4 separate regions of the Mus musculus genome follow, and regions 1, 2 and 3 are each linked to region 4. Evidence: chromatin contacts called from public promoter capture Hi-C and targeted proximity ligation data. All regions are on one chromosome and are shown on one strand. The core of a region is the stretch at or near the end of the contact, and the rest is flanking DNA. Distances in the headings are between cores, read along the strand shown. Region 1 holds the start of Ppp1r32 (protein phosphatase 1, regulatory subunit 32). Region 2 overlaps Syt7 (synaptotagmin VII). Region 3 holds the start of Lrrc10b (leucine rich repeat containing 10B). Region 4 holds the start of Dagla (diacylglycerol lipase, alpha).

What was found. Promoter capture Hi-C pulls out the DNA fragments that hold promoters and counts their contacts.
Region 1: a contact with region 4 is called in a promoter capture Hi-C map of embryonic stem cells, with 27 read pairs. A contact is called at or near these places in 9 of 39 promoter capture datasets (the HPC-7 cell line, cranial neural crest, embryonic stem cells and 3 more), 1 of 484 Hi-C or Micro-C datasets (bone marrow-derived macrophages), 13 of 130 datasets of targeted methods (SST interneurons, bone marrow-derived macrophages, embryonic basal ganglia and 9 more) and 5 of 9 other capture datasets (adipose tissue, embryonic stem cells, liver and 2 more).
Region 2: a contact with region 4 is called in a targeted proximity ligation map of forebrain, with 3 times the contacts expected there. A contact is called at or near these places in 20 of 39 promoter capture datasets (the 3T3-L1 cell line, the C10 cell line, the HPC-7 cell line and 11 more), 2 of 484 Hi-C or Micro-C datasets (bone marrow-derived macrophages and embryonic fibroblasts), 6 of 130 datasets of targeted methods (the NIH/3T3 cell line, bone marrow-derived macrophages, embryonic stem cells and 2 more) and 4 of 9 other capture datasets (adipose tissue, embryonic stem cells, liver and 1 more).
Region 3: a targeted proximity ligation map of pancreatic cancer cells shows a contact between it and region 4. A contact is called at or near these places in 10 of 39 promoter capture datasets (the 3T3-L1 cell line, the C10 cell line, the HPC-7 cell line and 7 more), 1 of 484 Hi-C or Micro-C datasets (embryonic fibroblasts), 12 of 130 datasets of targeted methods (the NIH/3T3 cell line, bone marrow-derived macrophages, embryonic fibroblasts and 6 more) and 3 of 9 other capture datasets (adipose tissue, liver and pancreatic islet).

The regions. Positions count from the first base shown.
Region 1 is chr19:10,480,796-10,485,599 of GRCm38.p6, forward strand. It overlaps Ppp1r32 (protein phosphatase 1, regulatory subunit 32), which reads right to left and starts at 2,133. Exons shown (of 14, transcript NM_133689.2): 1 at 2,033-2,133; 2 at 1,438-1,573; 3 at 908-1,025; 4 at 489-642. The coding sequence starts at 1,546.
Region 2 is chr19:10,433,638-10,439,197 of GRCm38.p6, forward strand. It overlaps Syt7 (synaptotagmin VII), which reads left to right. Exons shown (of 12, transcript NM_001373944.1): 7 at 1,913-2,048; 8 at 5,515-5,560. Among named protein-coding and RNA genes, the nearest start is that of Lrrc10b, 21 kb to the right of the region's middle.
Region 3 is chr19:10,454,368-10,459,889 of GRCm38.p6, forward strand. It overlaps Lrrc10b (leucine rich repeat containing 10B), which reads right to left and starts at 3,080. Exons shown (of 1, transcript NM_001111140.2): 1 at 1,004-3,080. The coding sequence starts at 2,948. The coding sequence ends at 2,070.
Region 4 is chr19:10,303,386-10,308,825 of GRCm38.p6, forward strand. Dagla (diacylglycerol lipase, alpha) reads right to left here and starts at 1,492. Exons shown (of 20, transcript NM_198114.2): 1 at 1,436-1,492.

The DNA of each region.
Region 1 (4,804 bases), core at 883-3,382, 180 kb after region 4:
AGCAAGTGTGAGACCCACTGAGCTACAGCCTAAGCCCACTCCCTCCAAATGTGCAATGTATTCAGAGGACATTGCTTGGATGCATGGCTACCTATCCTCATGACCATGGAGGTGACTTGAATGGTGGTAACAATGATGACAGAAGTGAAGAGGTCGGGGTGACTGTGACAGTGACCTCGAGGCAATGAGGGTAGTGGCAAAGGGTTTGAATGTATGACTAGGATCCTGGTATCTGTGAGGATGGAGTAGGGGTGAGGGTGTTGACACGGCTGCAGGGAGAGGGAGTGGCAGTGGGGATATCGGGATAAAGACAGGACCACAGTGGGGAGCGACCCCTCACCCTACACTTTGGCTCCTCCAGGCTATGTCTTCTCAGCTCTATGCAATGGGTAGAGGTGCTACTTCAGCTTGCTAGAGGAACCCACCCTCCCTGTCTTGCTGCACACATCCTGGGGCTCACTCCTGTCTAGCCTGGACCCAGCACTGACCTCCTTGGAATGTGGTCCAGGGTTGAGTTTTTCTCGCCCGTAGCTGGAGGTTGTCTGGTGCAGGTTCCAGGGCAGGGGTTGTTTACCATCGGGCACTTCTAGGGGAGAGTAGCTCTGACTGGTCACAGACTTGGAAGTGTCTCGGATTTGTTGCCTAAGGGGTGGGAGGAAGCAAGAGATGGGCCCCCCAGGGCCACCTTCTTTGTTCTGGGGTTGAGGGCTGCAGTACTTATTCCCAGGAGCATCATCTCCCATCCTTCTCCCAAATGTTTTAAGAGTCCTTCTTGGCCCCGGGGCCAAAACTGGGCAGCATGCCCAGAGCCATTCAGGCCTTGCTTTGGAGCCTGGGGCAATGACATCTCTAATATTTAAGATCCAGCAGAGCAGAGGAGGGAGACAAGGAGTAATGGAAACTGTACCCTATGGCAGGATTGTCCAGGGTGTCCAGGTGCGGTTGGTAGGAGACCAGGGGCCGATAGTTGGATTTGTAGCCTGTGCCTACATGGCTTCCCAGGCGGGGCTTAAACTCCTCCCGACCTGCCAAGGGGCAAGAAGGAAACAGGACCAAAGGCCACCAGAAGGGTGAGGAGTGGCTTCCCAAGCAGAGCCAGCAGCCACCAGGGCCTAAGGAACCCTAAGCCAGGGGAACTCCTAACAACCCAGGTGTTGGGAGCTGTGTAGGCCTGGCCCGTGGAGGACTATGATGCCAGAGAACAGAGCCAGTGGCATGGGGTCACAGGAGCCATGTGCAGACATACTTCAGTGACAGGACCAAGGAAGGGGACAGCCAGACAAGGCCAGCTTGATTGTGTGAGCCTTGGGCTCAGGGAATGGAGCCACTCTATGTGGCAGGTCACTCTCTGCTCAGATTGACCTAGAGTGTGTGCCTCTCCTGGTCCCTCTTCCCATACAGGGTCCTGAAGGTAGCACCCCATAGAGGAGTCCTCACCATAGGCTGTACAGTAGCTGGTAGCATAAAACTTCAGAGGGTCAGAGCATCCCCCCGAACTCATCTTCACATATGGAGAGACAACCCCAAGAGGGAGTTTCCCCATCATGATGTGTGAGGCAGGGGCCCCACGGGCCTGAAAAGAAACCCAGGAGATCTCGTGAGTCCTGACCCCAGGCTTCAACCTCTGCAATGACAGTCACCCCCTCAGAGGCCCGAGTCATCCTCACAGGCCCTGTTCCCGTTTCTGGAAACTGCATCCCAAGTCAAACAAAGAACCCATCTTCAACTCTCACACTGGCATGTCTCTTACCAACATTCGAATGCCCCCACTTTAGAGCCAAGAAACGATGCTGAGAAATGAATTGAAGATCTTAACAAGAGGTCTCCAATTCCTAGTCCTCTGGTCTGACCTCCTATATGTGCTTCTTAGAGAGTACATGACCAAATGACCGCCTGCCTGAGCTTTCTCTCCTGCCAGACCTGCCCCGCCCCCACCCCATCTCTTACTCAGTTCCTTCCCCCCGCCCACCTCCCTGTGGAAGTTGACTTTGCTCTCCTGGGGCCCTACACAGTAGGCCCCACCCTCACCTACCCTCTGCAGCAAGCTCTGAGGTCGGCAGAGGCCACAAGAGGCTGGAGCTGCTCAAGAGAAGCTGGCCCTCCTGAGGTGGAGATGGCCAAGCTAGAAGAAACAGAGTGTTGCTTAGCAACCAGCACCTAGCAACAGCGTCCCAAGCCTCTGAAGTCCTTCTCAAACCATGGCCCACTGAGGGGCTGACCTGTCTAGGAAGGGAAGTCCAGGCATAGCACAAATTTGGCCCTTCCTCCATGGCTCTGTCCCACGCTGCCTGGACAAGACCACGAAGAGTTGCTTGTCTAACTGATGTGAAATAAAAGATAATCCTGGACAATCTCTCCCATTTACAAAGTATCCACTTCTCACGGTGGATACTTTACATCTTTTATCTCCAGCCTCCTAGCGGCTCTTCCAGGTAGCTATTATTATCCTCTCTTCACTGGGGAACAAGAGGCTTAGACAGGCAAAGCAACTGGACTGGCCAGAGATCTCAAAAAACAAACAAAACAAAACACCACCCCCCCCCAAAAGGAAAAGAAACAAAATAGTTGCGATTCCACTTGGGTGGATCCTGATCCCACTTTTATGCCTCTTGGTAAATTAATCTTTACTATATTCTGCTCCAGCTAAATCTGTCCTAAGCCTTTTTACACACATTACCTCTTACAATTTCCCAGATTCCCCCATGAGCTTGGGGCTCTTGGTACATGGCCAATAACCATAGCAGTGGTTAAAATTGAGGCTCCAACCAGACCTGTTTGTTGGCTTTGATGAGCTGTCTTTCCTCTTTACACTGTCACTTCTTATCTTAGTCAAGTATGTGACTTAGGACTGGTGATAGGGGTTCAACACCTGCTGAAAGGAAGGGGCAACACTGGTACTTACTTGCAAGCTGTGGTCTAAAGGCTCCCGGCCAGCTCTGCAGAGACTTCAGTTAACAGCATGCAAGCCTCAAGTTGGTTTTCAGTCTTGTAAACATTGTGACAGTTGGATCTCCAGGGGTGGAGAAGAACTCTGCTCAGTATCTGCCAATTCCACCATCATGGCTACTTGCAAACAGCCAGTTCAGTGTCCCAAATGGGAACCTTAAATACTGTTTTAGTTTTTGTTTGTTTGTTTGGTTGGTTGGTTTTGTTGTTGATGTTGTTTGGTTCTGGGTTTTGTTTTTGTTTTGGTATTTTTTGAGACAATGTTGCTCTGTGTGGCCCTAGCTGTGTAACTTGCTCTGTAGACCATACTGGACTCAAGTCACTTGCCTCTGCCTCCCAAGTGCTAGGATTAAAAGCATGTGCCACCACTGCTCAGCTAAATAATTTAACTTTTAACACAGCAGGGCTTAACAGCCAGCCTGTAGATTTCCAACCTTTAGCTATTACAAGAATGTGAGCTTCTCTTCTGGGATACCAGAAGAAAAGGAAGACCGAGGGAAAGGGGCTGTGCTGCCTAGGATATAAGCACATATATGGGCCAGGCACATGAAACAAATCCTACTACATCCCACATCAGCCCCACCAGCACCAGGGATCACGAGCACACTTTACTCCGGATTCAGAAGTTATCATGGTCTAGGAGGGCTTCAGGACAAACTGAGGCCCACTGAATTCTCCCCCTCCAAAGTCATGACTCTGTTACCGGGCCAGAGGACTGAACGCACGCAGCCTTGCCTCCAATAAGCAGCTCCCAGCTTTCCAACAAAGAGGCTCATGGGTGCTCCATACATGAAACATGGTAAGATTGCGACTGCCACTGGTGGGGCCCACTTAGGGCAAAGAGCAAAGGCACCCCTGGAGAAGAGGTCAAAGCCTGAGCTCAGAATCATGAGCTCAGACATGACACAAGCTCTGGCTTTGTCACTGAATACATATGAGACTTGATACAGGGCATGTGTTTCCAGTCCCTCCTGGAAAATGGAGGTTACTGTGAACCACTTAGCCAAGCACCAGTAGATAAAGGCCATCTACTGGGTTAGGGGAAAACTCTGGAGAGAGGTGGCGTCTTAGTTAGGGTTTTACTGCTGTGAACAGACACCATGACCAAGGCAAGTCTTATAAGGACAGCATTTAACCGGGGCTGGCTTAGAGGTGCAGAGGTTCAGTCCATTATCATCAAGGTGGGAGCATGGCAGTGTCCAGGCAGGCATGGTGCAGGAGGAGCTGAGAGTTGTACATCTTCTTCTGAAGGCTGCTCACTCCCACAATGACACACCTACCCCAACAAAGCCACACCTACTCCAACAAGGTCACACCTCCTAATAGTGTCACTCCCCGGGCCAAGCATATTCAAACCATCCCAGCCAGATGGTGTGTGTGTGTGTATGTGTGTGTGTGTGTGTGTGTGTGTGTGTGTGTGTGTGTGTGTGTGTAAATGTATGTATGCATGCATGTGCATGTCAACGGGCAGCCTTAGTGTCTGAACTTAGCCACTGTCTCAGTTTCTTTTCCTGTTGTTGTGACAAAATACTCTGAAAAGAGCAACTCTAGGGACAAAGGGCTTATTCAGGTCCAAGGGTATAGTCCTGCATGGCAGAGAATTCAAAGTAACAGAAACCTGAAGTAGCTGGTCTCATTGCATGCACAAGCAGATAGCAGACAGCGGAGCCCGGAAAGGTGGCTTAGTAGTTAAGTGCACTTTCCATTCTTGAAGAGAATGTCATTTCAGGTGACTCACAGTCATCTGTAATTCCAGCTCCAGGAAATCCTATGCCCTCTAAGACAGCAAGTGAATACATTCTACCGTTCAGGTAGCTTTCTCCATTTTATACGGTCTAGGGTACCCTCCCTGGCCAGG
Region 2 (5,560 bases), core at 219-2,718, 130 kb after region 4:
CCGCACCTCTAGGGTGTTCAGGGAGAGGGCAGGCAGGTGGGTGGACATGTTATGCCCTGTCTCAGCGCAAGGCCAGGGTCTCAACAGCAGGTGTATGGTGCACCTGATGGCCGGCTGTCCCTGCCTTTCCTGCTTCTGTTTTGTTCTAATTCACATGCACACTTTCGCGTGGCTGGGTCTCCCCCGCCCTCCACCTTTAGGGATCTAAGTATGCCCTCAGCTGTGTGTGTTACCACAGAGGTGCTGGCTGCACTGTGCCTGTCGCCTTTGCTGTCTTCTCCCTGTCACTCTAGATATCTGTTGGGCTTGTGTGAGTTTTTATGTGTATGTATGTGTGTCTGTGTGTGCACGCCCTGCTGTTGGATCCTGGTGTCTTCCCAGGGCCTGGCATATTCTGAGCATGTATGTATCTGCCTGCTGTGGCCGCCCATGTACTTCAAGCTGGTCTGTGCCAGGGGATGTGGCTTGTATCCAGCCTGTGTGGCTCTGTGCTCTCAAAGCTGTTTAATTTTAGCCTTCCCTAAGCCCTACACCATCTCTTCCTCACTGCCTGTTCCCACCTTTTCCTCCTCATGAGACATTCCAGCCTGGTCCCTGGGCAGGGTCTTAGTCGTCCCTTCCTAAGTCCCAGCTGAATGGAGCCTGGGCTAACCACCTGACTGTTAAACCAGAAATCCCGGCCCCCTGAACCAGCATGGCATCGGGTATGGACACGGTTGCCTGCTAGGTGGCAGCCTGCCTTTCTCTAACTCTGGGTGAGAATCTTATCAAATGTGTTGTGTGAGTGGGGAACGGGGTGGGGACTAGGGCTCACGGGGTTATCTCTTGCCCTAAATGGCTGTTAAGGCTGAATGGGCACTTCTTGTGCCATGTTAGAAATAGAACATAGGGTCTTGATTAATGTTGGATAAGCAAGCACTTTATCATACAGCTACATCTTCAGCTGGTAAAAGAGCTTGTATTAAATCAGATTAAAGCGTTAATGCTCAGGGCTGGGGTGATGGCTCAGTCAGTAAAAACACAAGGACCTGAGCCTCTAGAGCCCATGTAAAAAGAAAAGCTGTGCATAGTGGCTTTGGAAACCCTGTGCTGAGGCACTGAAGTCAGGCAGGCTCCTGTAACCCACCAGCTAGCCACACTTTACAAGCTCCAAACCAATAAGAGACCCTGTATCAAAAACAATAGAGACAGCACCTGAGGAATGGCAATCAAGGCCTTCACATACACGCATATACATGTGCATATCCATATGCACATACAGGCATGTGCACAGTGCTTCACTCTGGCAGCATGCAAATGTAATATAGAGATTCCAAGCACGTGGCTGGTACTGAGTGAGACAGCTCAAGAACACTTTATCACAGCAGAGAGACATTGCCAAACAGAGCCATGTGGACAGTGGTCCCCGCCTCACCTTGGCTATAAGCTGAAGAACACCTTGGCTCTGCTCAGGCCGAGCAAACACAGGTGGGGCTCTGGGAGAGAGGCTGTGGAGTGTTTATAGAGGGTAATGACGTGGCGAGACACCTGGACAGGCCACCTAGTGCCTCCCCTTTCCAGACTGGATGGAACAGGTCTCCGCAGAGCTGAGGAGCTCAGAGAATAGCCATGTAAGCCAGAGAGCTGGGGGGCTTTGGGGAGTAACAGGAAGTGTGCAGGCTCCCTCTAAACAGCCCCCACAAGGCAGCTCAGCCAATCACCTGAGACAGAGGCTCAAGAAGGATGATCCCCAATTGTGAGTCTTCAGGAAACACCAGGCTTTCTGTGAACAAGGGTTTCACTCCTGCTGGCCCACAGGAAGTGACAAGGGCTGATTTCTCAGAGAAGATCCTGTGGCTACCCAGGCCCATGGAGCCCAGCCCAGCCCTACCTGAAGCCTGTGTTCACTGGAACTCCCTACCCCCACTTCCAGGTTGCCTGCAGGAGGGAAGGCTGTGAATACAGCCCCAGTGCCCGGCCAGACGCCACACGATGAGTCTGACCGCAGAACGGAGACCCGTTCCTCTGTCTCGGACCTCGTCAACTCCCTTACCAGCGAGATGCTCATGGTGAGAAGGGTTGGGGACGGGCTGTTGGGGGACCAGAAGTAGTCAACTCAGTCAGAGACTTAGGTACTCAGTCCCAGCCAGGTGGCTTTGCTGACTGACTGAGGCCCGCTCCTCTCCACCCCCATCTTTCATCGAAATGCCTCTCCGTGCCTCAGTTTCCTCATTTGTCTTCCTTTGGTCCTTTTCTGAGCTGAGAAAAAGACTAGGAAATCCTACTCATACAAGATGTTTTTAATGTCCTGGGAGGAGAAGCTGTGGGGCAGTGGCATGGAGGCACATGCCTCTTCCCTAAAATGGCAGAGATGGTAGTAAGGTGGAGATCCCAGGGGTGACGGTCTTGTAGCCCACCAGTGACCTCGGTTGCTCTGTGGCTGACTGGCTTATAGTCCCAGGCTAGGTTGTTCACCTTAGCTGAGGCTGCAGTTCTCATGACACCCCCTGGTGGCACCAATGTGTTACAGCTACTTGTTCTTTCCAGAGGCCCAAGGACAGGCTTGGCAAGTTGGCAGACAAGAACCAGTTAAGGATCTGGTGGGCCGGGAGTTCCTGGAAGGAAGGCTTAGAGAGGGTTATGGTGGGGACCCAGCACCTTCTCTTTCCACTGGGTTCCCATACTGAGAAGGCAGGGTCTCACAGTTTCCGGGGCTGCCAGTCTGTCCTATCTCAAGTAGCAATGTGCACACAGAGTCACAAGGCTTCCGGGTAAGGACTCATGTTTCCAGGCATCAGGCCTGAGGTGGAGCGTGCGTCTGCATGCCCCTTGGCCCGTTTGCAACTACAACTCTGTGTAGGCTGGTTGTCTTTTGCTCTGTGCAGCCCATTGCCACAGACCACCCTGCCTCATTGCCTAGCCCCCTAATTGGTGCTATTTCCCGGTAGTCAAGTTCCCAGAAGGGACAGCCCTTTCCCAGTCAGCTGGCCAGCCCCTTACTGCCCTGAGGGAGAGGCTGGCAGACTCCAGCAAGCAGCGGAAGGAAGTACAGGCCCATCTCTCTCTCTCTCGTGTGCTCCACAGATGCCCGGAGGTGGGAAGGCAAGTCTAATTACCCAGTCCTCTGCCAGTGCCAGGTCATTCATATTAACAGTGACAGTAAAGATAAGCAGGCCAGAGTATGACCTGTGACCTCACTCTGTGGTGCTGTCCAGACCCCAGGCTGCTGAGGCTGAGGGCCAGGAGTCAGATACCTAGAAGTGGACAGAACCAACCTCTCTAGGGAGCATGGGACCTGGCACAGGCTGGCTTGATGTCCTTTAAGGCTTACTGCTGGGGCAGGGGAGGAGAAAGTTGGGCAGCCTAGTTGCCATGGCAATGGCTTGTTTACTAGAGCTCAGAGTTGGGCCTTGAGAAAGCACGTGGGTGCTTAGCTTCCTTCCCTTTAGAGGTGAAGTCTGCCCAGACAGACCAGATTTCCTCCATGAGATAGAGCATACTTAGGTGGGGCTGAGGCTACCCACACCTACAATGGCCTAAGATTCCCCCATAATATGAGAGGGAATGAGGGTGCAGGTAGTTTTGGCTGGCTCTGCCTACTTGTGCCATGAATTCTTTTACCCTCCTGGGAGTCCCACAGTCTTAAGTTCCATGGTCCCCAACCCCCCTCCCCGAATGCAGGTTCTGGAAGTAAAGTTCAGGGGAAGATGACTGCTGCGAGCTTAGGATGTGAGGACATCAGGAAGCCACATCCTGAGTGGGCCTAGGATAGAGCCTGTGGGCTATGAGATCAGCCAGGGACTAAGCAGAGGCATCAGCAATGGGCCTAAGTGTAGTTCAGGTGGTGGAGTGCTCACCTGGCATGAAGCACTGTTTGGTCCCTAGCACCTAATCAACTAGGTGTGGTGGCACGTGACCCATCAGTCAGGGGATAGAGACAGGGGTCACAAGTTCAAGAACATCTTTTCAACAGAGAGCATTAGAGGCCCTATGGGCTAAATGAGCCCCAGTCCCAAACACACACAGTGCAATCCCCATTCAGCCACTGGATGGAGCCCAAGGTCAAGTTCAAACTAAGGTCTAAGTTCAGGAGCCAAGACAAGTAGCCAGGAACCCACAGTTGCTGGCCACAAACCTGACTTCAAGTTATGACTAGCCATTCAGTCATTGGACTTGAGGTGAGTGACCTGAAATCTGTGTGCTCCAAGCCAAACTTTGAACATACCAGTGCCTGCCTCAGGGTAGAGTAAGACACAGAAGAGGCCAAGCACAGGGGAGAGTTAGTGTGTGGCAGGTGGCTGACCCGTGGGCGTATTTTCCATCACCAATGTATCTTGGACACTTCTCAGTGGTGCAGGCAGGTCTTTGCTTTCAGTGGCTGTGGGGAGGGCCTTCCTGTGACTTGGGGGCTGGGCCTGTTGAGTGGAGCTTGAAGTCAGAGAGGGTCCTTACTGCTATGAAAGCTTGTACGTGTAATTTAACCTCTTTGAGCCAGTCTCCTCAGCAAGAGGTGAGTGACAGCCGCCTGGCCTGGCCATGAGAAGGTGACGTAAGAGACTTCACCATGGTATGTGCCTCTGTCTGCCTTATGTCACTGTGATACTGTGTGGAAGAGCTGGGGTTGCCTCTCCAAGAAGCAGGGTGGGGGCAAAGATTTTCTGAGGGAATGTGGGGAGAAGGCAAGTGCCTACCATTTCATCCTACCTGCAATTCCCTGGGGTCCATTCCTGATTCCTTTCTATCAACTAAGGAGATGTAGACCATAAAATACCCAGGCCAGCAGGGCCCCTGACTGGGCAGGGTAGGACCTCAAGGCCTTCCATTATTCTTAGAGAATGATAACCCAGCTGGGAGAGCCCCAACTGCCCCCCTTCCGTTTCCAATGAAAATGTGACACTCAACCCTTCCTTGTGGCCACCACTGCTGTCCATACCTGTCAGGTATCTATTCTGAGGAATGGAGACAAGGGACAGGCATAGCCTGGAGGTACAACCTCAGTCCCCAGAGACCCCAGCCTGCTTCAGTCAGAGTCCCTGGGGACATCCTGGCAAGCCTATCTCAGTCATGCCCCTGGTGTCTCAGCCTCTCCTCATCTGAACACTTGCCTTTCCTATCCTGTAAACTATATCATCCACGGCCCCCAGAAAGCCCCTTTATAAGAGTTGGTGTGCCTCCCATGAGTCTGTAGGGCTGGAATAGGAGAAAAGGCCAGGCCAGCTTAGGGTGACTCTTAGAGACAGTTTCAAGAGGAGGTGGGAAAGCTGGCTGTCCTGCTCATGACTCTGGGGTCCATCCAGGAGGTAGAGCCATCCTGGCCCTGTTCCCCTCCCTTTCTGGTTAAGGCAGGGCTCTCAGAGCCTGAACATCCTCCACTGGCCATGAATGTGATAGGACACCACCCCAGCTGGCCACATGTTGCAATAAGGAGACATTGGCTAGCAGGCCTCCAGTCCAGACAGGTTTCTGGACCCTGACATGTTGCTTAGGAGCCTGGTAGACAGGATCCCCACCAACCCGCCATCTTTTCCCTTGCAGCTCTCCCCGGGTTCTGAGGAGGATGAGGCCCACGAGGGCTGCAGCC
Region 3 (5,522 bases), core at 1,830-4,329, 150 kb after region 4:
GGGGAGCAGAAAGATCAGAAAGGAAACTTGAGCTGTAGCTACACAGGAAAGAATGGTGGATAAAACAGTGGGTGGAGTCTTGGGCTGGAGCATCAGACTTAAAAATCCAACTTCTCCACTCCAGATGGAGAAACTAAGGCCCATTTATCCAAGACTTCATCAGGGTCATTCAACCAATTGCAGAACCAGGAGCAGAACCAGGAGCAAGGACAGACCTGGTCCATGGTGGTTTCCCCTGTACCTGACAAGTTCTGGAGCCAGAGGTCAGTCCCTGGTGGGCTGCAGCTCTCACTCAAGCTACCTGATAACCTCACCTCTCAAATCCTTACCCCCACGTAAGGGAGGTTCCTGAGAGCCCCAGAGCCCCAGAAGGAGCCTTAACAAAAACAAAGCCTACGGTTGGGTCCCATGTTAATCTTACTCCCCACCTTTCATTCTGTCTGCCTGTGTAGTCTTATCCCACTCTAGATCTATATCCAGCCTCCTCCCTACCCAGAGCCCAGCCCAATGTACTAGCCCAGCTACTGGGTTGAGCCTGACCTTTTGGCTCCATATATGACATCAGCTCTTGTTGCCATGGTGATGGGGGGGGCAAAACTGAAGGAACTGAGGCTGAGAAAGGCAAAGGAGAATAGGGCAAGTATAGTCACAGAGTGGGAGGGGCCAGTACTGTCCAGCAAATAGAGGAAGGGCAGCCCAGCTGGTGGGAGATCCAAGAATTAGATCCCAAGAACCAAGCTGCAGATGACCCCTACAGCACAACCAAGGGTAGGGTGAGCCAGAACATGAGGACATCCGAAGATGCCAGGTGACCAGCTTCAGGGAGTAATGCTATTTCCTTCTGCAACAGGCACTTGTTCCCCAGACAAGAAGGACAGACACAACAGCTGGCCAGGGTCATCCTGACACAGAGTTGGGGCACTTGGGTGGGGGAGGTGCACCCACAGCGGTGGAACTTGGTGCTCCCGGGCTTATAAATAAATAGACATGTGGGAAACACACATTCTTTCTCCAAGAAATAAAATTTATGTTTACAAGGTTTTTTTTTTCTTCCTAAAGAAAACACTACCTTCTGGGGCTCCAGCCCCTGACAGTGTCCCTGAGTGTCCTCTGGCCCTCACCTCCTATTATTGCTTGGATCTGGCCCTGGGAATAGCAGAGCTTGTCTCCTCAGCCCTTCAGAGGCTGTCCCTGGTGACGGAGTAGAGGCACATGGTGCCTGTCCAGTGCCCCATGCCGTGCCAGCCACCCTGGCTGTGCCCATGTAAGGAAATGGAGAGTGCAGGCAGTACAGAGGCCCTGAGCAACCTCCTAGAGTGCAGAGCCCCTCTCTCTTGGGGCAGGAGGCCCTAGAGGCACAGTGGCATCTTCTCACACTTGATAACTGAGGGCACAGGCTGCAGGAGAGGAAAGATCTCTCTTTGCCCGGCAATAGTGCAGCACAGGCTGAGAGAAAAGATCCGGAGGAAAGATGGGTGGAGACCTTTCTCTTCTGTGTACCATACATACAGCTATCAGGGTGGAGAACTGGGGCCCCAGTCTATGTCTACTTCTGTCTTGGACATAGTCCCTATGCCCTGCCTCTGGCCAGAACTCCCCCGGCCCCACCCCCAACACACACACACACACACACACACACACACACACACACACACACACACACACACATGGAGAGTTTGCCCCATACAGTCTCCTAGGGTAGGCCTAGGCGATCCAAACCCCAAGTGAAAGTTATAGATGCCCTGACATCCAGAGTCAGAGTAGGGATGATTCTACGGATAAGTGATGGCCCTGGTTCCAGGTGAGAACCGGTTCATCTGTCGTGCCATCAGTGGCTCTATCCCAGACTTCTTGGTCTGAAAACTGCCCAGAGGTCAGCCCAGGGACTCTTTCTTACTGCCTAGTACTGTCTGAAGATGGCCTCAGGCCTGCCTGTGCCGGGCAGCTCATTCAATGATGCTCCTTCACTGCCCCAAGTAAGAGGCCCAGCAACACCGTATATCCAAACAACCACAACCTCGCAGAGTCCCTTCTTCCAGAGTAGCCAACCCATCACTCAGGGAAGAGGCTCAGGTGCCCAATCCTGGAGGAGCTTCCAAGGCTCGGAGGCTGTCCCTGGTGGGCCCCAGAGCCCTGGGTCCTGCGCCTCCTATGAGTAGGTCTTCTTCCTCCTCATCATCAAAGGCCCGGGTTGGACGCCGGGCTGGCTGCCGCGGAATGGGTTCGTCGCGCTCAGCCATGCGCTCGACGGCTCCCTCGCCCACTAGGAAAACGGTGTCTGCCACCCGCGGGGGTCCAGTGACTGGGTTGTGGTCGTAGGAGAAAACTCGGAGCGCACGAAGCGGGTGCAGGTCGGGGAAGCCGCCCAGGCGGTTGCGGTCGAGGTCTAGGATGTGCAGCCGGCCCATGCGCAACAGCGCGGGCGGGAACTCTTCGAAGCGATTGCCGTAGAGCCAGAGGCCACGCAAGCCGGTCATGCGCGGCAGCTCGGCGGGCAGCGCGCGCAGCCGGTTGTCGCCCATCTGCAGCGATTGCAGCGCCACCAGGCGCAACAACGGCCGCGGAAAGCGCCGCAGGAAGTTGCCTTCGATCCAGAGGCAGCGCAGGCTCTGCAGCTGCGCAAAGTCGGGTGGCAGCGCCAGCAGACGGTTGCCGCCCAGGTAGAGGCGCGTGAGGCGCGGTAGGCGACACAGGCCGTCGGGCAGGCGCTCCAGCTTGTTGAAGTCGAGCGCCAGGATGCGCAGCTCGCGCAGCTCCTCGATCTCCTCGGGAAGCTCGCGCAGCCCGGTGCCGCTCACATACAGCTTCTGCAAGCGGCTCAATGCGCACACGGCGCTAGGCAGCCGCCGCAACCGCCGCCCGCTCAGCTCCAGCTGCTGCTCGCCGCTGCGCAGCTGCTCCTCGGCGTCCGACGGCAGCTCGTCCGGCGTGGACTCTGCGATGCCCATGGTCACGGGCCCCGGCCCGGGACGCCGCTGCCACCACCCGGCATCGCCACGCCCTGGCCGCCCCGACGGGGCCCGGGCCGCTCCGGCCTCGGGGGCCCCCCGCCCCGGCCTGCCTGTGTGCCGGGAGGGGGGCCGTGCCGAGCCGAGAGGAGGCGCCCGCCTGGGCCCCGCCGCCCCGCACCGCGTTCGGCCACCCGCCCTTCGGCCTCCCCCGCTGCCTCCGCCGGAGGCCGACTGGCTGGAGTTCGAGCTGACTTGCAGCTTAGCGACCCGTCGCCCTGGCAACCCCCGACGCGCGTGCGGCTGCCAATAGGCAAAGGGAGGGCGGGGTGGGGCGGGGCCAAGGAGGACCGTGAGAAGGGTCCTGAAGCTGAAGCTGGTCCCTGGATAGCTAGCCTATCCGTGAGCCAGCCTGAGCCCAGGCGGCGGCTGAGCGCAAACCCGGCACAGGGCTAGTTAGCGCTGAGCCCCGACGTCCGACGCTGTCTAAACTTGCCGCAGCAGGCCATTTGGTTGGTGTAGCTGTGTGTGCTTCAGGGAAAATGGGTCCAGAAGGAAGAAACCTGGGACTGAAAAAAGGGAGGAGGGATACTGGAGTAGTACCTGAAGGCGAAGTCACTTACTTTACCCCTCCACCCCCGACGTCCAGCGGCGTGCGGCCAGTCTCCCAGTTGGGGTCACTTCAGGATAGTAACTCGGAACAATGTTATGTTCTGGTCTTTTTTAGATCTGAGGATTTGTGGGACTATGCTTGGCTCCGCCCTCCCCGGATTCCGCCCATTGCTGGTGCTCTAGCACCCGCTCATACCCAAGCCCCTCCGAGAACACCCAAGGTCTATGTGTGGCCATGGTGGGCAGAGGACTGGGACAAGCGCCTACCTTTGAGTGGCACCGACAACAATCATCTTGGTTCTATGACTCGGCTGCTCTCACTAGCCTCCTCCCTTTTCTCTCTGCCAGAGCTCCACGTGTCTGTCACTTTGCCAAAAGCTACTTCCCATACTTTAAAAAAGAGGCATTGAGCAAGGCTCAAAGACATTAAGCTTTGGTTGACCAGAAAAGCTGGCGTTTGAAGCCAGGCAGTGTGACTCAAGAACCCAACTCCTAAGCATACACCTTCCCAGTAAAAGAAAACACAGCATTCCACCCACCCCTCCAGCGAGTTTTTCCTCAACAGAGTCTCTGACTCACAATGCAAAAACTAAGAAAGGAATTATTAATCCCACAGAAATGAGGAGGAAAGCGGCCTCCTGAGATTAGAAAAACCTGCTTGAGGGTTATACAAGGGACAAGAGGTTGTACCGTGAGCGCTCAGTCAACAGACCACTTTCTCCTCCCTGCCCCACTCCCACCTTCTCTAGGACCTAGCTGTCAGAACTTAGTGTCCTCCAATCCATCCATACTGCCATGGAAGTTTGAAATTAGGACAGTGGAAGGAGGACACATTGGTTTACCTCTATAATCCCAGCTGATCAGCCAGCCTGGAGAAACAACACAGCAAAAGCCCAGGGGTGTGGCTCCTGCCTGTAATTCCAGATCTTTCCCGGCAGAAACAAGAGGATTTCTGCAAGTTCAAAGTCATCCTAAGCTATAGAGTGGCTTAAGGCTAATGAGATATAGAGCAAGACCTTGTCTCAGAATGGGGAGTGGGCAATAAAAGGGGGGCGTAGAGTGTTCACATCTATTAGCCCAGCTATGTTAACCAGACTGGCAGCATAGTAAGAACCTATCTGAAAACAGGAAATAGTGATAAATAGACAGAAAGGAAGGAAGGAAGGGCTGGGAATGTCAGTGCAATTGTGTGTATTTTTGACAAATGTGTGTACCTTTGCTGTCACAGTTGGGTTTTTTTTCCCCTTTCTTTTTTTTTTTTTTGTACCTTTGTTTGTTAGTTACAGAGTTTCATATAACTCAAACTCTCCTCCAACTCAATAGATGGCCAAATTTCTGGTCTTCCCACCTCCTTAGTGCTGGAATTACAGGTGTGCATCACCATGTCCTGATCGTATGGTGCTGGTGATCAAACCCAGCACGTGCTAGGCAAGCACGGTAATAACTGAGCTATACCCCAGCCCTCGTGCTCCATTCCTACGACTCAGAAGTCCCTTCACACCTCTTCCCTCTCCCAGAGGCCACTTTGATCATGACCTCTATTATCAGGGGTCAACTTTGCTTGCTCTTGAATTTCCTAGGGATGACGCCACCCAGCAGGTTCTTTTTCACTCCTGGCTTCTCCTTTTCTGATCTTTAAAAGATATTTGTTAGCAGAACAATAGCAGCGGTCTTCAAGGAAGAGGTTTCTTGGGGTGAGATGATAACAGAACAGCCATGGAGCTCCACCCTGGGGAAACTAACAAAATGATGTGGTGACCCCAGCCAAGGTAAGGGTCAAGCCAGAAAAAGTCAAACCCAGACATCAGTTCCCAGATGGATGGATTCTCAGCCCCAGCTAGACAGCGTTCAAGGTCCTCAAGTACTCAGACCTTGTTAAGTCCCAGCCCAACACTCTTCTCACATGGGAGGATCGCGTGAAGGAGGTGGGCATTCAGATACTAGGAATCCAGGGCAAACCCA
Region 4 (5,440 bases), core at 242-2,741:
AAGTTATCTGGCTCTAAAGACAGTGGACAACATGTCAGCTTTAGGGAACTTAACTCAGTTCCCTCAAAGGAGGGAGGCTTCTCCAAGCACCCATGTTGGCAAAGAAACACCCTTCTCATGCAAAGCTCAGCTCTTTGCTTCTACTTCTGTGCCTTCCCCCCCAAGAAACCCATAACACCCTGAAGTCTTCAACGTCTCTAGGGGTCTGCCCACTGATGCTCTGTGAAGTGGGACATCATGTGGCAATGAGAGGAGGAAGGAGATGGGGGCTGGGAGGGGGGAGAGATAGAGGGAGGGAGGGAAGGAAAGAGATAGAGAGATGGGGGACCTTCTCCAAAGCTTCTCAGAAGACTAGTTAGGATATATGCAATCTCCAAACACTCCCAGTAGCCACAGAACCATCTTCCACGCAGCCCAAAAGATACAATTCCCAGAAACCCAGTAGCACCGCCATCAACCAAGTGAAAGGAAGGGCCCAGGGACGACGTAGCCTGGGCTACTTCTCTATACCCTTCTGAGTCTCCTATAATCAGAAACAAGGACCACCAGTGAGAACCACCTATTCCTCCCATCTTCCTCCAAATGGGGGAGGACTCATGAGCCAGGTAAAGGTTCATAACTGAGCAGAGCTCTACCTGGGACAGCAACCAAGAACCTCATGGTAGACACATGGTGTCTCTTATTCTCATCCATCATAAAAAACACCAACCTTCTTCCAGCCTTCTGCCCCAAGGCCAGCACACCAACAGGCATTAATGCTGAGCCCCATGACAGAGACGTCGCCCCTACTGATCTCCCTGTAAGGGTGGGTATTTACCCTCTTATTTACCAGGGTCTGAGGGCCACCTGTCTTCCCTCACAGTATTAGTCATTCCAGGGCACTGCGCTAAGCCAAGGCCATTTCTCACAGCAGGGCCGGAGCCACTAGTCATGCCCAGGACATTGATTCTTTAAGCCCCCAGGACCATCACTCCAAACCATGTCAAGCCCAAGGCCAGAACCATGCCAACCAACATCCAAGCAATGGCAGCACTTTCTCACACCCATGCCCACCGCACCATCACGGCCCAGCATCAGCTGGCCACCCACCAGCACCAGCTGCGTGCATCGCCCTCCTGTACAGAGGGTGCACCCTCCTCACACCTGGGCGGCCACCGCTACACCAAGGCGGGGGTGAGTCTTCTGACACCCTCGCCAGGAAAAATCACGCTGCCCGTGCTGTATCCACGTTGCCCACGCCCGTGCCATGCGTGTCACCATCCCCACGCCGGTGGCCCGGGGCTCCGCGGACCTCACACCTGCCACGAGCGCGCGTGGCAGCCGCACCTCCGCCCGCGGACCTGTCGGACCGGCCACCGCGCGCAGTGGACATTGCCCAGCCCGCCACGCCGCTCGCAGAGCTCCTGCGCCCGGGACTCGGCCCGGGCCCCCTTACCTCCGGCCCGCCGCAGGGCTCGGCCCGCCGCGGCCACTGCGACCGCCACCTCCATCCTGGGCTCCCCAAGGCCCCTATTCACTAACGTTGCTTCCGCAGGGCGCCGGCGCCGGCGCGAAGGCCGCCTCCGCCCCCCGGGGGACGCTGCGTCCTTTACGTAAACCCCACTCCGCCGCCAGCGGTGACCATGGCGACGGCCGTGGGGCGGCAGCGCCCCCTAGCGCCAGGGAGGGGAGAGGCGCGCAGGCCCGAGGTGGTGGAGCCCTGGATCCCCGCGCGTGGGGGCGGTGGGCGCGGGGCTGAGGCCTCCACGGGGGTTCCGTGGGCAGACGAAAGGGGTTGGACCGTGGGCACTGAACAGGGGCACGGTAGCTGCTTGGGTTCCCCTCCTTCAGGTCCCGCGTGACAGGGTTTAGCGTGGGAGATGAAAAATAGCAAGTAGGATCACCGGAGAACTGGTTTGTTTGGGGGAGGAAAGGAGAGAGATGGGTTCCACCTCCTTCAGGGGACCTAGCAGCGTCTTGAGGAGTTGGGACACATCTTTATCTATGTCCTCCTCTTCCCCCCTACTCTCACCCTCCTCAACACCCAGCATAGTGCCTGACAGCAAAAGGGGAGTTTGATCAATTTTGATTTTCTGATAAATGAAGAAAATCGCCCCTCCTGTTCTCCTTCACACACGCCCATCCATTCATGCGCAAGTCGCTCAACTCGCCTTCCTGAAAGCTGCTTTTTGGCAGGGACACAGCTATGCTGGTGTTCTGGGTTGAGTCTGGGGAGTGGGTGGGAGCAGGCTTGCCCTTAGAGATATCAGGTCACATGGGGGCTAAGCTAAGAGCTGCAGCTGCACAGGGGGTCATAGGTAAGATTGGATCTAGCGGTCATGATGATGCAATCAGTTAAGTCTCCAAAGTCGAGCAGAAAGATATGAGAGGTCGAAAGGAAAGTAACGCAGAAAGCAAGCGTGTGAAATGTTTCCTGGGCTCAGACGTCATTCTGAGAATGACGTCAGGATGATTGACTTGTTCTGTAGGCCTGGAGGACATAGGTGGACATCTGACTGAAAGTGAAACCCTGCATCCGGGACAGACTTCTCCTCGTTGCAGAGTTCAGCCCCTCGCCAGGCAATTCGGTAGCATCTACGGTTATTGCAAAGATAAGCTCTGGCTTAGGTAAAGAAAATGGATTTGGGGAACAAATATGAGCACTTCAAGAATTCCTGGAGAGGAGCTCCCGATGTCTCAGGAAGTTCAGAAATCTGGGGAGGCCTGGGTTCAGGGACGTTATCTCTAGATTGTCATGGTCCATTCAAACCACACAGTTGGAGATAATATCTCTTGCTTCAAAGTCCCAGACACCTGGAAGAAAGAATTATATTGGTCCTGTGAACCATGGTAGATCAACTGATGCCAGGCAGAAAGGACTCTGCAAAATCAGCTCTTTTCCTTACTCACCAAAGTTCCTAATGGAGAAAGCATGCCCACGTGGCCATCCCTAAATAGTCTACTACAGTCTACCCCTTAGCTGTCCGGCACATAGAAAACTACACAAGTTCCACACACACACACACACACACACACACACTCGCACACACACTCACACACACACACACACCATCATCATCACCACCATCACCATCATCATCATCCCCATGTATCCAATCCTCGACAAACCAGTTCTGACCAGTTCTATAATGTGGGAGGCTAATACTACTGGGATTCTCAAGGTGATGTCCTGTTCTTGGTCAGCTGCATCAGTGAGCCCCATGTAGGGCATCCCACACCAGGATTATTCACTGCTACTAACATAATCTCTGAACTCTTTCAGCTAGGTATGTGACACGGACAAGGACATGCCGTAGGGAAGCTTACTAGAAATTCCGAGCCTCAGACCCAAGATCTTAGCTTGATTACAAAACCCTCAGGGGATCTCTGTGCATGTGAAAGTTTGGGAAATTGTCATTGTGAAACTAGGGGAAAGGGGAAAGGGAAAGGTAAGAAAAAGCGATTTCAATCTTGATCATTCCCATCAGACACTAAACATCTAATGCTCTATTTTGAGCATACATGAGATCCCGGGTGCAATCACCAACCCCCAAACAGACAAAAGGAATTAGTTAATTATTTAGAATTCAGCAATGTGACTGAGGAACAAGGAAGCACAGGTAGAGGCTGCAGGCATTATTTTTGCAGCTGCTTTTGAACTCCTGGAAGGAGTCCATGACTTCCTACCTCTGACTCCTTAGTCCTCTTTGCCTTCTGGCCATGTCTCATTTGGCTAGCAGGCTGACCTAAGTCTTAATCCTTCAAGGCCTTCAGTGGCAGTGCATAGGGTCTCTGGAGTCTGTCTGTCTCATTCTGTGTGTGTGTGTGTTTGTGTTACTGTCTACCTTATCTATCTTATTCTTTGAGACACTGTCTCTCACTGGACCAGGACTCTCTAACTCACTGACTGGCTGGACTGGCTGGCTAGTGAGCACTAGGAATCCTCCTGTCTCTGTCTCCCTGGCGCCGGGCCATTTCCAGACAGAGCCTCTCTATTTAGGCTTGCCTGTCCTGGAAACTCACTATGTAGACCAAGTTGGCATCAAAGTCACAAAGATCTTCCTGCCTCTGCTTCTCCATGGGCCACCATGCCCGGCTTCTGTCTGGATTTTACATGAATCCTGGGGATCTAAGCTCAAGTCCGCATGTTTGCTAAGCATGTTGCCAAAGGAGCCATCTGCCCAGCCCTTCTACTCCTACTTCTGATACCCTTGGCAAGGAACAGCCACAAAGGGTGGCTGGCTCTGAACACACACACTCTGGGGTCTGTCTGTCCTGGTGTGGTCCCAAGGCCATGTTTGGCTTTTCTTCAGAGTACCTTCCCGCCTGGTTCAGCTTGGCGTCACTGGAGACAGTCAGCAGGGCTGTGAACGGAGGATGAGGGGGAAATGAGGCAACAGAACCAATGGCAAGATATAGACTGGTCCTGGTCCAGCTGCCTAGCTGTGCTCCCTAAGCTCCATGCCAAATCTTCATTCCGGCCTCAGTTTCCCTCTGGGTCCCAGTGGGGATAATAGCATGGCTCCTCCTCCCAGGGGGCTGTGTGGATTAACTAATTAATGAGTGTGACATCGCCTGTTTCCACAAAGGGGCTGATTAAATGCTGGGTGTTGTTATTAGGAGCGATGGAGGGTGTGTGACAGGCAGAGTCTGCTGGAGACGGATCTGCTCCCCTTTGTGTCCTCCCCACCCCCCTCCTCCGTCTGCCCCACATTCTGCAAGCTGAACATCTTGCAAGACAAAACCAAGATGATTTCTTTTGGCACCCCCCAAAGACGGCGTATAACTTTTGCACATTTCCCCTGTGCTGGAATGTGACTCACGGCTGAGTTTCATAGTATAATTTGTCTCCAACAGCTGGCACAACTGTACCCTGCCCCAGACTCTCACAGCAGCTGTAGACAGAGATGGTTTAGCCAGTGACTGCAAAATTCCTGAGCTGGACACCACCCCTATGGGTTTTTTTTTTTAAAGCTGTATTGCCCCTTGGAGACCTGTACTGTATGATCTCATCCACTACACACACATACATGCACACCCACGTGCACACACACATGCACACACACACACACGCACACAAACACACCACCACTAACAACAACAACAATGACTCCCTCCACCCCCCAACACACAGCCTAAGAGAGAAAGTGTCACCAACACTCCTGACTTCTGCAAAGGCTTGGGGGAATTCAAAACACACAGGGTTTAAAAGCATAAAGTGTCATCTGTCCCTGGCTGGGGGCTGGGGGAATACCACAGCTAGTTCTTCACTTGGATGTAAGATATTAAATTACTGGATGAAATCACAGGTCTGGGCATGGTGACTTTGTGGTACCCAGCCCTGAATCCTTGTAGCTCGTGTGAGAACTTTGACCACCCCCAGGGCTCAGGTCTTCCACCCCTGAATACCACAAAGTGCCAACCTTCCCTGTATCCTGGTACCTCAGATGGGGGTAGGTGG